Regions from separate parts of the Columba livia genome. Here region 2 is linked to region 1. The links are chromatin contacts, called in public Hi-C maps. All regions are on one chromosome and are shown on one strand. Each heading gives the region's core, a stretch centred on a gene start, on an enhancer-like site or on the middle of the called end of the contact. The rest is flanking DNA. Distances are from core to core; before and after follow the strand shown.

Region 1 (7,859 bases), core at 2,056-4,555:
CACAGCCTGGTCCTGCTGCTCCCCTCTGTGACCCCCCGAGGGGCCGCAGGCTCCCGCGTGGCAGTGGGATCATCCTGCCAGTTGAGACGGCTCAGCTCCCATTTCCACACAGCTCCATTTTATAGGGCTGCTCTGTCCCAGGGGCATCGCTGCGGCAGCACAGCCGCTAACGAGGTTATCCCCGACCACACCACCGAGTTCGCCATGGCACAAGAGGGAAAGCAGGGTTAACCCTTGTGCTGCTGATGCACCTCGCAGAACTGGGGAATATCTTTGTTTGAGTGCGTGCTCTTAATAAGTCCCAATAGCGATCAGCTGCTGTGAAACACCAGGCGAAGGAGCCCCTGTGCCATCCCCATGCTGGGTCCTGTGCCTCAGCATCCCCCCGCCCCGAGCATTGTCCCCATCCCCAACAGCAGCGCTGAGCCTGAGGCGGCACCAACCCCTGCACATGGTGCTCTCAGGTCGGGTTTCGGGGCTGCAGCCCAAGGAAGGGCTGTGCATGACCCCATCAGCAGCTGAGCCAAAGTCCTTCCCCGAGCTTTGTTTCGCAGCGGGATGGGATGGTGAACAACCAGCGGGACCCTGCATGCAGGAGGCTGCTTGGCTGAGGCGGCTGCAAGCTCTGCTCCCCGCAGGCACCACAGCACTGCCTGTGTCTCCGTGACAGTGTGGGGCCTGCAAGCAAGGTCAACGGCCCTTTCCTTGATGGGCTCCTGCTCCACAGCATCCCGGGGCTGGCGAGAGCCACTGTCCCTGGGGCTCGGGGCTGTCCCTACTGCGGGTGGGGGGTGCAGACAGCGCTCCCCGGGCACCACCAGCTGGGGCAGCTCCATCTTTCCGGCTCCGGAGCCCCGCGGGGCAGGGTTTGGGGGCGGAGGTCCCCCGGCAGGACCCTCATTTTCCTCTACGCCTCACATCGCTGCTGAGCCCCCGCAAACTCACGGCAGCGCGGTGACCGGGCGCTGCCCCCGCACCCCCGCCGCGGTGCGCAGCGCGGACCAGCAGAGGGCGCCAGAGCACCGCGCAGCTCCGCAGCACCCCCGCCCCCATCCCGTTCCCACCCCCCGGGCTCCCCGCCCTGCGCCCTCCATCCTCCGGGCATCGCTCCCGCATCCCTCCCCTCCCCTTCCCGCCCTCCGATCCCTCCCTGCATCCCCCGGGCATCCCTGCCCCCCCTCCACCGGCCGCCCCCTTCCCTCCGAGCATCCTTCTCCCTCCACCCCTCCCCAGTCCGCCCCCCGTCCCCCAATCCCTCCCCCCGGCAGACAACAGCACCATCTCCCCCACAGCCCCCACAAGTGCTTTCCCAGCCTGGGCCCCGGGAGCACCCGGTCCTGCCCCACCGCCCCCAGCGCAGCCCCTGGGCTGGGGGCTGGAGCCGTGTCACGGCAGCACACCCCCTATTCGCGGTCCACATTTATTCAAAATGCAATAAAAATGAAAACCAACTGTCCTTATTTCATGCTATCGCCTGGAGATGGTGCCTGAGCGGGTCCTGTCCCACCCCAAGCACCCCACGATGTGCCACATCGGGGTGGCTCATCATTTGGGTTGGCTTTGCTAAGAGCAGGTTAAAAACAATAATAGGGAGAAACATAGCCTTGCTGGAGGCCACCTCACAGCAGCTGGTTACCCAGCCAGGTGGGTATTTTTAGTTTCCACTACTGAGGAACTGGCTGTAAATATACATATATATATATATATATACATATACATACATACACACACACAAAAGTGGGGTGTGTGGGACACTGAGGGGTGCCCAGGGCCCCGTCTGCAAGTGGCCCCTGCAAGGCTGGAGCTGAGGGTGTAGCAAGGACAGAACACGGGACGAGGGGGTGGCTGGATGCCTGCGGATGCTGGACCCTTCACCGCCATCCTCAGTGCAGAGCCAGGGACACCTGGGGTCAGGCACAGCCCCACAGGCTGGCGCAGCCGAGGTCCTGCTGCCTGGGAGGGACACAAGGGACATGAGGCCACAGGGCTGGAGCCAGAGCCGCCCCCACCCCAGCTGCGGGCAGAGCTGATGGAGCAGGTTACAGAGAGGGGGAGCACACGCCTTCTCACCAGCTTTTCTACTTGATCCATCTCACATATAAGTGAATTCTGAGCACACAATGCAGTTATTGAATAAAATTATGCTTTTTTTAGTACTTGTATGCATGTCATTTTTAAGGCTCTGCCTAGAAACCAACCTTACAGCCAGAAGCAGAAAGATCAGAGGGAAAAGCCAGGCCAAGCCCAGACACCGCACAGGACTTGGAGGGTTGCTGGACGCATGGATCCAAGCACAGCAGCACCAACAGGAGCAGCTTGTGTGTGGCATGTCTGTCCCTTGCAGGTGACAAGCCCGTTGCTCCTTGCACCCCGGGGAAGGAGGAAAAAGCCCTCCTGGCTGGGGCAGGGCTGCAGCAGGGAGGTCAGAGACTGCAGCCAGCCCAGGGGCTGCCGCTCCTCTCCCCATCACCATCCCTCCTGGCGTCAGCTCTGTCCCCCTGCCCAGCCCCTCCCGCAGAGGACGAGTCCTGCCTTCCCCTCTGCCACCTCATCACCCTCCAGGCAGCATGGCCGAGGTGCTGCCAGCTCCATCTGCACCGCACAGTGAGCACCAGGCCAAGTGGCAGGACCCAGCAATCACATTTTCTTGGAGCACATCCTGCTCCCACCTCACCGAGGGTGTCAGAAACGGGTGGCTGTAATAACAGTGCTGTGAATAACTGCGGCTCACTCACCATGGCCTCCCTGCCTGCTGTGTGCTCCTGCTCTGCCTCCAGCTCCAGCCGCATCCCCTCCCAAGGAGGTTCCTGCCATGAGGTGCCCGGTTTCCAGCCTGCTTTCCAGCCTGCCCCAGCCCAGCTTCCAGGAGTTCCCAATCCCTCCCACCCAAGGGCTCACCCAGAAATGTTTCTCCCTCCTGCAGCTGGTTTGGCTTTTGTCTATCACTTCCCTCCCAGCAGGGCTCCCATGAGCCAGGGGCACACAAAAAAAACCCAACCACACCAAATGGAGGATCTGCTGCCCTGTGATAGACAGCATTGCCTAAACACGGCACAGCACAAAGGGCTCACAGAGCTTTTATTGCTGCTGATCCCTGCGCTGCTACCCCAGAGCTGCCTGGAGCAGAGTCTGCCCTTGTAGCTGCCATTCTGCAAACAACCCTCCCCAGGGCCCCTCGGGAGGGCTGGGGCACAGCTCCCCGCTCCCGGCGTGACAGCCCGGCCAGAGGGCAGCAGGTACCCCCTGCCACCAAACCGGCTGCGGCAGCGCTGGCTGCGCTGCTGCCATCTGTTCGGCAGGCACAGCCCATGTCACGCTGAGCTGCAGGAGCGGTGCCAAAGTCCCCAGACCTCACTGGGGCACCCGCACAGGAACCGGGGTTTGAGCGTGGTGACTGGTGTGCTTTTCAGCCCTGGTGAAAACATGAAGGCACAGATGCCAGTGGCACCTTCTCCAGCTCTGTAGATGAGCCCTGTGGGGTGGGGCTGTGGGCAGCCTGGGGGTGCTGGGGCTCTGGTGGGGGGCAGTTCAGAGCCCACCCACCGCCTGGGGAGATGAGGACCTTGTGGGGTCCAAGCAGCAACCTCTACGCTGGTGCGTCCCAGCAAGGACACGGTGGTCATGGGGCCAGAGCGGCGCTGGGAAGCCTTGTGCCGAGCTCCGTCCCGCTCCGCTTGCTCGCGAGTGACAGGATTTGTCAACAGGGAGCTGATGAGTCCCCTGGGGCTGCCAGTTCGCTGCCTCCCTGCACCTCCTGCCCGACTGCACATGGCTGCTGCAGGCACTGAGAGCGGGCTGGCCCCAAGCAGCCGACTGTGCTGGAGGGTCTGCACCCACTGCCCCACCAAACACCCTGGTGTGGAGTCCCCAACCCCACTGCCCAGGCAGCGTGGCAGCTCCAGAGATGCTGATCCCATAAGGTGTTTCTGAAAGATGCTCAGTGTAACCCGGGCACTGCTTGGCACATGGAGCAGCCCCACGCCGCAGAGAGAGGAGAGAACAAGAAGAGCCCTCTGATGGCTGCCTTGTCCCTTGTAAACACCAACTTTGAGAGCATCAAATTACAGCCGCTGCAGCCGCTCCAAACAAGATGGTAATCAGGAGTGCGGGAGGCCCTGTGCCTGCACAGCGGGTGCTGCCAGGCAGCCGGGAGCACTGGGGCCCAGTGGCACCGCTGAGGCCGTGACATTCGCTCTGGCACGGCGGGGCTGCCGGGGCCCAGTGCAAGTGATGGTCCCAGTGTTGCCTTGACCCCATCCAGCGCAGCGGGTGAGCTGAGCCCTGGGGCGTGCAGGAGCTGCACGCTGCCCCCGGCCCAGCTGCTGGCCCTGGCAGACCCATTACCCACGTATCCCTGGGTGCAGACGCAGAGGAGGACTCGGTGGGCACAGGGTCCCCATGGCAGGGCAAGTGCCACAGTTCAGCAGCCCCAGCAGGGCATGTCATAGCCCGGCAGCCGTGGGTGTGCGGTGTGGATGACTCCCACGGCAAGAGCTGGGGTGTACAGAGTCTCCATGGGACAGGGCTTGGTCTGCTGCTGCCGCCCTCCCTCCTGGTGTCACAGCTCAGGAGATGAACCGTCCCTGCAGCCTGGAGCTTCTCCCCAGCCCCTCCTGCAGCAGGGCCGGTACGGGAGGTGCAGCCTTGCTCCACAGAGAGCTCGCAGCCGAGCAGAGCCTTTGCAGACAGGCACAGCCTGGCAAAGCAGCGGCCCCGGAACCGTGCAGCTGGCAGAGCTGTGGGCAGCTGCCTGCCGAGCAGGGCTCCCCTCTCACCCCCTCCCCGGCGCCCCCGCCGGGGAGGAGCCGCCCCCGTCCCGCCCCCCCGCCGCTCCCCGCTGGGCTCCGGCCCCGCGCTGCGGCGCTCCCGGTCCCGGCTGCGGGGAGGAGGCGGCCGGTGCCGCCCGCCCTCGCTCCCGCCCCCCCGGCACCGAGCACGGACCGAGCGCTTCCCGCCAGCCCGGAGCTCCAGGGTCCCCGTCCTGCCCGTGCGCGGCCACACACCCGCCACGCTGCCCCTTCTTCCCTCCCCGCGGCGGGGACACGCTCGTCCCCGGCCCCCCCGCCCCGCGTCCCGGGGCCACCGCGCTCGGCCGGGCCGCGGTGCGCGGTGCCGGCGCGGACACGCGGGACCGGGGACACACGGGACCACGGCTCCACGCCGGCCCCAGCTGCCCCCGCTGCGGCAGCTGGCGGGGTGGGCGGGCGGCGGATCAGCTGCGAGCCGCGGCCGGGATCAGCTGCGCTGCGCTCCGCCGGGGCCCCCCCGCTCCCCGGGGACGGGCGGCAGCACCGGCCCCCCCGACTCCTCCCGGGCACCTCCCGCCGCCGCTCCCGGCGCTGCCCGCCCTACCTGCCCGCCGCCCCTCCCGGCCCTCCCCGGAGCCGCTGGCTGCCGCCCAGCCCGAGCTGCCCTGCTCTCCTCCTCCTCCTCCTGCTGCTGCTGCTGCTGCTGCGGGCGCTGGCAGTGGCCTGCGCAGCCCTGGCTAATCTCACGGGTATAAAATCCACTCTGCAGCTTTTGCCGGACAGGAGCCGGAGCGGTTCCCGGGCGGCGCGGGGCTCCGCCGGTCCCGGGAGCCCGGGAGGGAGACGCTCCCCGGCGGGGATGCTCCGTCCGAGCCCTCCCCGCATAGTGCAGCCATAGCAACAGCGATGGGCTGTCCCAGCCGGAGTCTGCAGTGCAATAAAAGGAGAGAGAGGGACGCAGGGAGAGAGCGAGCGGCGCGTTGCGCTGGGCAATCTCCTAAGGGGTTGGCACAAACAAACAGCAACTGGAAGCAACTGGAGCCAATCCCCCAGCTCCCTTTGTAATGCTTTCTGACACAGATTCCCTCTCCATGGCTGACTTTGCAAGTTTCCCCATCCTCTCTCTTCCTCGCACGGCTTCTTTTCATGCGACTAAATTATACACGAGAGGAGGGACATGCTGGAAATTCTAGTGAAAAAAATAAAAACGTGCAGGTTTGTGCAGGCGGCTGCAGCCTGGGCACCTCCAGGACTCCCGCTGCAAGCGAAGAGGGACGGGACCTGGTCCCAGGTCAGTAGAATTAAAGCCCGTAAATTTTGAAACCACCAAGAAAAAAAGCTTTTCCCGCGGGTGCGCAGACCGGGGCCGTGCCTGCGGGGAGCCCGCGGGGGGGCCGGCACCGCGGCCCCTCCAGCAGCGGCAGCCGCTGTCCCAGCACGCAGCATCCTCGGGGACGGAAGACGATGCATTCACTTCCCCTGAGAAATGTCTTGTTTAGGGGCCAGTAAAAAATATGCAAATCTGGCAGTGCTGGGCCTCTGAGCCTCCCAGGCAGCCTTCCTCCCCCCATCGCTTCAGCTCGGTGGGGGCGAGCTGAGCCCTGAGCAGCACAGGGAAGGGAAGGGAAGGGAAGGGAAAGGCAGGGCCGGAGGGAGCGCGGGGGCGGCAGGAGAGGCTGTGGGCTGAGATTTGGGATGCCGTAGAGCAGGACGCGGAGATGCGCGCGGGATAGCGGCTCCCCGAGACAGCGGGCATGCGGACAAGGCTGCTGCTCCCCGCAAGCCCGGGTGGGTGGAGCGTGCTGTCACTTTTTGGTGCTGGGCAAGCCCGGCATCGCTGTCGCAGAATTGCTGCCTGTGCTCTGATGAGTCAGTCACGGCGCTGCCACGTTCTCCTCCCACCAGGCAGAGCCCCGTGGCGGGTCGGTCGTGCCCCGCATCGGGACGCTCCCGCACACGCCGTGCGGGTTCTGCGCCGGGACCACGCGCGTGGGTGAATCCCCGGCAGCGGCTCCCCGGGGAAGCCCCCCCGGAGCAAGGGGCTGCGCAGGGCCGAGGACACCGAGCAGCGAGGTGCAGAGCGCCTGGCGCAGGCGGCGATCCCGCGGGACACGGGCATGTTCCTGTGCCTGCGTCCCACCTCCTCTGCCAGACAATGAGACACTGCCCTCCTTCCCAAGTCACAGCAGAACAAATAAAGCAAGCGCCATATGGTGCCAAGACACGCTGGAAATGGGACAAGCCCAGGAGGTAGGGAGATGGCGAGGCTGCCTCCCCACACCAGCCCCCACCTAGAGCTCCCAGCCTTGGGGAGCACTGCACCCGCTCCTGCTGCCCTGCTCCCCAGGCTGCCAGGCATGGCTCCGCATTTCAGCCGTGGCTTTGCAGTGACTCACTCGCCCCCTCCCTGCCTGCAGACCTGGGGAGCAAGGAAACCAAAGCTGTCCCCAAGAGCCCTTCTTCCCATAAGGGCTGGGCTAGGGACATGGGAGTCACCGCTGGACCAGCACTGGAGCACTGGCTGGAGGTGACACCGTGCACCCTGCCACAGGACAGCACGTGTCCTCCTACCCTTCCCCCAGAGTTACACAGCGGAGTGGGAGCTGCAGACAGTATGTCCCCTGGAGTCCCCGCAGACCTGGGGCCAGAGGAGAAGCTTCCCCACAGCTCCAGGACACCGCAGACATGGGACCCTCCTGTGAGCAGAAAGTGGCCTTGTATTTCTGCCTGCTACAGCAATCCTGCCTGGACACGTACCCAAAGACCTGGAGCTCATGGACACTCCATGTGTTTTCAGGCAAGTCACCTCCAAACACAGGCACCCAGAAGCCAGATACCTCCCAGCAGGCTGGGCACCCCAAGGGCTGGGCTTTCAGAGGTGCTAAGCACCCACAGTTCCCCACAGCCAGATCCATGGAACAGATGCGCACCCCTCGAGCACCCAGCTCACCTCAGGTGAGTCCCAGAGCTTCCTTGGGGGCTGGATGTGATGAGCTCCTGAGGGAAAAGGGGCTCCAGGAACCCCCAGACTCCAGCAGACACCAGCCTGGGGGCCCCTTTGCAGCGCCCCAGGGAGAGAGAAGCCTTGGCTCTGCCCTCCAGGCCGACCAA
Region 2 (7,859 bases), core at 2,160-4,659, 200 kb after region 1:
GGCCCCCCACTGTCCCCCAGCAGGGTGCAGCCCCAGCCCTGCCATCCCCGCAGGGACAGCGGAGCAGCACTCGGGGACACGCTGTCCCCTGCCACCGGCCAGGCGGTGGCTGTCACTCCCCGGCTCCTCTTCCTCGCGGGCAGCCCCAGCCCTGGGGACGGTGCCAGCCTGCAGCGAGGGAGCCTGGGGAGGGGACGCGACAGTTTTAGCCCTGTTTACAGTGAAACAGGAGCTCGGAGGCCACCGGGCAGGCGACAAGCCAAAAGCTTGAGGCAGCAGCGTAGGGGGACAGCACAGGCAGGGCCATGGGGGACCCCGGTCTGCCACCCCACAAAGGGTCCCGGAGTGCGAGGACACGGCAGAGAGCACAGAGCCTTACCCAGGATCTCGAAAGGATCTTCCTTCCCAAAATCAGGGGTGAGGAAGGGGCTGGGGGGCGGCTCTGCCTCTGTCGAGGAGGGTTCCCCCCCAGGGCCAGGCTGCTCCGTGGCCCCGGCAGGATGGGGGGGCTGCCCCGGGGCACCGGGCAATGTCCTCTCCTGGGGGGCATCAGCGCTCCCCGAGGGGCCAGGGGACTCCAGGGGCTGCACATCCCCCAGGGCTGGCAGGGCAGGGCCAGGCTCTGCCAGACCCTCTCTCGGCTCCACGGCCGGGGTCTCCTCCTGTATCGGCTCCAGCGCTGCTGTCTCCAGTGAGGGGGGCTCCTCCCTGCAGACAGGAGTGGGAGATGAGCAGAGCCCAGCAGCCCCCTGAGCCCAGAGGGACCCCGGGCTCCTCAGGGTGCAGGGAGGAGAGGGGACCCCATCCCAGGGTACCTTTGGCAGGTGGCCGGACAGCTCAGGCTCTGCAGCAAGGCTGGACGGGGTGGCTCAGAGGCCCTTGCCGGCTGCTGCTTCTGCATCCCCGCCACCTTTGCCACTTTGTCTCCTTCACCCTGAGCCTTCACAGGAGCCGTGGCCTCCGCTGTAGCTATGGGGGTCTCCACATTTTCAGCTTTCTTCTCTCCATCATGGGCCTTTACAGGAGGCGGGACCTTCTCCTTTGCAGCAGCCAGAGTTTCCTCCTTTGCAGGCTTTTCTTTGCTTTCATTCTCAGCCTTTGATGCAACTGTTTTTTTTTCCACCTTTGCAGTTTTCTTCCCTCCGTCCTGCACCTTTGCAGCAGATGGGGCTTTCTCCTTTGCAGGCTCTATTTTGTTTCCATCTTGAGGCTTCTTTGCAGCTGGGCTTTTCTCTGCCTTTGCTGCTGCCTTCTCTCCATCCTGAGCCTTTGCAGCCGCTGGGGCCTTCTCCTTTGCAGGAGCTGGGCCTTTCTCCTTTGCAGGCTCCTCTTTGCCTCCATCTTGTGCCTTTTTTGCAGCTGGGGCTTTTTCTGCCTTTGCTACTTTATTCTCTCCATTCTGAGCCTTTACAGTAGCTGGAGCCTTCTCCTTTGCAGGCTTTTTATCAGCAGGGGTTTTCTCTGCCTTTACAGCTTTCTTCCCTCCATCCTGACCTTTTTCAGCAGCTGTGGTTTTCTCCTTTGCAGGCTCTTCTTTGCCTCCATCCTGAGCCTGTTGTGCAGCCAAGGCCGTCACCTCCCCGGGTTTTGCCTTCTCACCTTCTGCCTGTGCTGCAGCCGGAGCCTTCCCCTCCGCAGGCTCCGCTTTCCCACCACCCTCAGCCTTTAACCCACCAGGGGCCTGATCCTTCGAGGGCTTGTCCTTCCCTCCATCCTGAGCCTCTCCTGCAGCTGGGCCCTTCCCCTCCACAGGCTCTGCCTGTCCTCCTTTGGGCTCTCCTACAGCTGGACCCTTCTTCCCGGGCTCATCCTTCCCTCCATCTCGAACCTCAGCGGCCACCAGCACCTTCCCCTCGGCAGATGCTGCCATCCCTCTGCCATGCTGCACAGCTGGAGCCTCCTTGCCTGCCGCTGCCATCCCTCCATCCCCGGGCTCCGGAGCGGTCAGGGTTATCTCCCCAGCGGACTCTACCTTTCCTCCTCCAGCTGCTCCCACAGGCTTTGCCTCCCCAGGCTCTGGCTGTGCCCCATCCCACACCACAGCACCTGCTGGAGCCTTCTGCTGCCCAGCCTTGTCCTTCCCTTTATCCTGCACCCCAGTGGCAGCCGCCACTGTCCCTTCCGTGGGCGCTGCCATCCCCGCCTGGGGCTGGGCAGCCTGCAGAGCTTCTGGGACCGGCTGGGTTGTGCTGGCTTCTGCTCCAGGGGAGGCTGTGCCACCAGCCCCCCCAGTGCCAGGCATGCTGCCCACCCCACCGCCCCGCTCCATGGGGACTCCGGGGCACAAGGTGGCTGCCCCACGGGGCTCCCGGGTCAGCGAGGCTCCTGTGGGGGAGAAGAGAGATGCTGAGGGATCCCCAGACCCAATGCCCCACAGAGGAGCACAGCAGGACATGGGCAGCAAGTCTGCACATGCAGGAGAGGGACAAGCTGCTGCTATACAGCCAGAAACCAGGAATCACATCCCCACCACGCAGGCAGCAGCTCCCAGGGCTGGTGGTACTGAGCTGGGGTGCCCATGTATCTATCTGCTGCACGGTGACTGATCGATGGCCTGACGCCGGCACCTGTCACTGCCATGGGGTGGCTGGCGTGCAAACAGCCAGCACGGCCAGGGCGACAATTTAAGACTAAGTCCCCCCACGGTGGGACAGGAGATGGCAGCTCCAGCCCCAGGCTGGTGGTGGGGATCAGGCGAGGTGAGCATCCCCGCATGGCCCCACCGCTGCCCACCGCCAATCGCACCAGCAGCTTGAGAGCCATGGGGACCTCAGGGGCCATGGGGACTCCCAGTCCCAGTGTTGCCAGTCCCCCTGCCCAGTGGTGACCCCAGCTCCTGCTCAAGCAGTCCCCACCAAGGAGACCTGCTCCTGCCCATGTACCCACACAGGCTGCCAGCACAATCTGCCACCATGTCCCCTCCAGCTCATTGCCCATTCCACAAGTCCTTGTCCCTGCTCAGCCACCTCCCATCACCTTGTCCAAAAACACCCCCCTTGCACAGAGGCCAGGATAGCCCAGCCCTGGACTAAACCCACCAGTGACCATCCCAGTAAGAGGGGAGTCACTCGCCAGTCTTACTGAGACAGGAGCTGCAAGCAGCTGGTTCCCAGCTGAGCAGTCCCATGTCTCACAGCTCAGCATGTGGACCCCACAGGGACAGACAAGTCCCTCGTAGGCCTGGGGGCTCCACCCTCCCCGGGACCCCCCCCATGTCGTGCCCAACGTGGACCGCCCTGGGGACCCCCCAGCCCCCTCACCTGTGTCCCAGCGCAGCAGGCGGTCAGGACAGCAGCATCTGCACTGTGGCAGCACCCGAGCGAGCAGCCCCTTCTATCCCGGGTGTAACGGAGCCGGATTAGTGTGGGCAGAGGAGGATCCTTTACAGCAGCGGGAGCCGTCCCGCTTCGCCTTTCCCAGCACCTGTTGCTGCTGGAACCCATTCAAAGGACACGCCACTCTTCTCTGTCCCCACGGACCAGGGACACGCAGACACGGGGCAGGGGACAGAGCTGCCTCATGACTGGACACTGGCCACAGCAGCACCTCAAAAACATCCCATAGGGGTGGCCTGGCCAACCAGGCAGGGTCCAAGTGCTTCCAAGGCGTCCACAGGTGACACAGAGTGGCCACTGGTCACCCCATGGGGATGGCGGCCCAGAGCAGCCAGTGTCAACCCCCAGTGCTGCTGAACTCTGGCCGGCTCTGCCCACTGGTGCCAGTCCCTGGGGACAGCAGCTCTGCAGGGGCACAATGTGGCACTGAGGGCACCCCCAGCTTGGCACCACTGCTGGGGTCTGAGACAGAACCACCAGCAGCCAGGCACAGCAGCAGCTGCAGCCTGCTCCAGAACCAGTCAAAAGACTCGCTTCCAACAAAATGAGGCATTTGGGGGATCAGGGAAAGAAACAGAGGAGCTGAGGTCTGTGTTCCCGAGCTCTCCATCCCATGGGCACATGGAGCTCAAGTCCTGCCCAGCTGCTCCCACCTGGGACTTGCAAGGCTGAGCTGAGGCCACCAACACAAGAGCAACACACATGTCACTTGCAGCAGCTCCCAGAAGGATGCAAAAGTGTCATAGAATCACAAAATCACTTTGGCTGGAAAAGAACCTCAAGATCACAAAGTCCAACCATTAACCCACCCCTGGCACTACACACGTCCCTGAGAACCTCATCTCCGTATCTGTTCAACTCCTCCAGGGATGGTGACTCCACCACTGCCCTGGGAAGCTCTTCCAGCCCTTTGGGGAAGAAATTGTTCCCAAGATCCAACCCCAACCTCCCCTGGTGCAACTTGAGGCCATTTCCTCTCATCCTGGTGCTGGTTCCTTGGGAGCAGAGCCCAACACCCTCCAGGCAGGGACAGCACCACTCCGTGTTGTAAAACCCCAGCTCCCAGCAAGCCACCACCTTCTGTGCACGAGAAAATGCCACGTGTCTCACATGTGGCATTGAGAGCAAGATACACGAGGATGGGGACATGGCTGTGCCCCTGTTCTGGCACGTGTCCCTCTGCCTGAGATCCGGACCTGGAATGTGACGAGAACCACGAGGGATTGCACAGGAGCAGGCACGTGGCTCCACCCAGCAGTGCCAACGCAGTTGTGTATTTGCAGATGTTGGAGCATCTCTGGCTCTCGGGTACCATGACACCTGCGCTGTCTGTCCCCAGCGTGGCCACCGCCCCCATGGCGAGCGAGTCCCCCCAGCTTGGCCTCTGCAGGAAATGCCGGTAGGAATAACTGGCGAGACATCGTGCTTGGGGCAGTGGGGACTCTGCTGACCGACTGTCATCACCAAGGTACAGCTTGGAATTGCCTCCCCCCCTCCTCCAGCCAAGGGCTGCCAGGCACCTGGAGGCCACCAATGTCACTTGAGGCACATGCTGCCACCGCTCTGCCAGCCCATGGCTCTGCACCCTCCACAACCCCGGCTGGAAGGAGCACAGACACATGCCAGGGAGGGGAGCAGCCGTGGCCCCTCCAGGGGCCAGTGGGTGCAGTGGGAGGTGGGATAAAACCCTCCCAGGAGAGCTGGAACAGCTGCTGGGAGCTCCCCAGCCCTTTGGGGGCACTGGCAATGTCACACGTCACCTGAGAGACAGGGTTGGTGTCCAGGCCTTGGGACGATGTGAGGGAGCAAAGCTCAGAGCAGACACTGCAGAGCCATGGGAGTGGTTCTCTAAAGGAACTGCAGGAGAAGGATGAGTGGCCCATGGTTTGGCACTGTTACAAGACAAGATTCACTTGTGGGCAAAGAGAAACAAGCTGAAAACTTTCCCCTTGGGGAAAGATTTAGTGTCAAAGGGCAATAGCTGCTGCACACCAGGATTGTAGATGCCTCAGTCATAAAACCCACACCCCAACAAGCAGCATTGTGCCCTGGGTCTCTGCAGAGCACACAGCAAACCAACCACCACCAAGGCTTCTCAGGTTGTTTTTTTTCCTCCTCCCCATTCAGGAACTGAAGCCAGAGTCTGCATTGGCTGCAGTGGGAAACAGCCTGTCCCGGGGCTCTGGCAAAGCCTCAGGCACGCCGGCTCCCTGGCGACACGGTTGTCACAACTCTCAGCACACTTTAACCTTTCTGCTTTTCACGGCTGGGGAGGCTCCATGTGCAGCCAGACCCTGCCCGTTCTCCAGGAAACCCAACACCCCAGCTAAATCGAGCAGCAGCAGCGCAGGCAAGAACAACATCCCCACCTGAATCCTGGCCCCGCCGCTGTCACACAGGCCAGCCGGGCTGCCGGTCTTGGTGGGGACTGACCGATGTGGCAGCTCAACTGCTGCCATCAGCACCCAGGACTGTCCCACCGAGCTGCCATTGTGTCATGGCAGCTCCAGCCAGGGTAGTGGGCAAAGAGTAGAAAGATCCCAACAGCACCAGGAGAGCTTCCAGAGGCACACAGCAGCTCGAGGACAGCGACACCAGGAGTGCCAAGCGTGGATCCACAGCAGAAGTTTCTTTGCACACTCAAGGTCCTGCCATGGCCCATCCAGCAGATCACAAGTGTTCACCACAACAGGAATCCCATTGAGACAGACAAATGGAAAACCTGCACACCTGTTCTGCATTGATATCCCTCAAGCATTGCACTTTTTAGGAGAATTCCTACAAAAACATCATCCTCGGGTACAACAATGTCCCCCTTTGTGTTTAGCTCTCTGAGGATCTCCTCCCTCTGTTATCCCTCTCAGACTGGGAATAAAACACCAGCAAACGCTGAAGCACTTTAGCAATGACAGCAACAGTGACGCTCACCAGAGCCCTCAGCTGGAGTCCCACACCCAACAGGTTTGAACTCCTTCTCTTCTCCACTTGAAAGAAAATCTGAATAAAGGGCCACACACTCTAAGAACTCTTCTCCAATGGTATCCAAATTCAGAGGAAATGAAAGCATATGTTTGCCATAATCCCCAAAATCCTACCTGGACAAATTGTTTCCATGTTCTCCTGTTCAGAGCAGCAGCACAGAGGGAGCAGCCCAGTCACACTGTCCCAGCGAGACATGAAGGGGAGAGACCCATGCCCAGGGCAGAGGCAAAGCCCCCATGTCATAACAGGCACAAGGAGCCAAGGCAGCCCAAAGAGCTTTGTGTTTTCCAAGCCTCAGCCAGAGACCTTGCTCTCATTCTTTTCTCCAACAGCTTCAAACACAGCTCCCGTCACTGCTGTACCTTTTTTTTGCAAGCACCTTTTCAGCTCAAGAAACAGCACCACAGGATCACCTGAGTGAGCATGGCAGGTTAACAGCACCGCAGACACATCAGCAGGCAGCACTGGTGCCTGAGCACCGTTTAGATGTAGTTGTGCCCCAACCCCTTGTCTTTTGCAGTCAGTTTTCTTGTGAAGACAAACCCAAGGAAAGGTCTAAGCACAGTTGTACAAGACAAGAAATCACATCACAACGCTAAGGTAAGAAATAATTCGTAGTAAGTTTTAATCTAAATTTGATCACCTCTTTGCAATGCTGGCAGTTGTGTCCTCTGGTCTATATTTAGTCCCGCGGGCTGCGCTGGCTGGGAGATGACACGGCTTTGGCCACGAGAAGGGCGCAGCGGGAGCCAGGAGGCAGCTCCCAGCCAGTCATTTGCCAGTTAAGTGGTTCCCCAAATAGAATTACTTCAGCTATAAAACAGCAGAAGGTTTAATGCTCTAATATACACAGGGAACTACTTTAAAGCGTGGGCAAGATTTGTATTAGCACTTGCCTAAACATCAACAGGAAAAGTCAGACTTGCAATATGCTGGCTTGCAGAACCCACGTTACTTAACACAGTTCAAGCTTAACACAGGTTAAAGGCCTAAGAAACAGACACCTGAAACTGATACTTAGCTGTACAAAGACAAAGCAGCTCTTCCAGATGTGCACATCCCTGTATATTCACCAAGTGCCCTTCAGCAAAATCTCCTCTGCAGGAAAAGGATTCAGCCCACTAGCAAGAGGCAGCGATCAGATTAGAATTTTTATTTAGTTCTGGTACACAATATTCATATATAATATAAAAACCTAGTTTAGTCTTTTGAGAACTAGATGTCCAGAGCTGAAGTGAAACTGTATGGCACAGCCTAGTCGCTGTGCCTCAGCCACCTGCCTCAGGTGGAGTTAAACTACTCAATAAACAATAATGGAATCAAGTGTAGGAGTTGAGACAGCAAGCACATAGAAACTGTTCCCTCTCTGCTTATCAAGAGAGTGGAGGAATGGGATCTCCCTCCTCCTACCACATGAGGCATATCAGCACCTAAACCTATCTGAGAAGTTGGGAGACTTGGGCCTAGTCAGTGGTTTGTCACTGTGTTTCACCTCTACACTGCGGTATTTGCGTATTGGGTTTGCCTTGTGAACCTGTAAAA

Evidence for each region. A called contact is a pair of places that touch in the nucleus more often than the background predicts.
Region 2: a Hi-C map of liver shows a contact between it and region 1, with 2.3 times the contacts expected there. The contact joins the promoter of MYLK2 here to the enhancer-like site in region 1. A contact is called at or near these places in 2 of 2 Hi-C or Micro-C datasets (crop and liver).

Annotation. Positions count from the first base shown.
Region 1 is chr16:5,881,681-5,889,539 of bColLiv1.pat.W.v2, forward strand. No RefSeq gene overlaps it. Among named protein-coding and RNA genes, the nearest start is that of NOL4L, 12 kb to the right of the region's middle. Within about 2 kb of position 3,306, at least 2 of the 3 cell types and tissues checked have an H3K27ac peak away from gene starts, as active enhancers do.
Region 2 is chr16:6,086,394-6,094,252 of bColLiv1.pat.W.v2, forward strand. It overlaps MYLK2 (myosin light chain kinase 2), which reads right to left and starts at 3,410. Exons shown (of 12, transcript XM_065032112.1): 1 at 3,261-3,410; 2 at 816-2,325; 3 at 380-708. The coding sequence starts at 2,269. It overlaps TPX2 (TPX2 microtubule nucleation factor), which reads right to left. Exons shown (of 17, transcript XM_065032127.1): 17 at 7,456-7,851. The coding sequence ends at 7,741.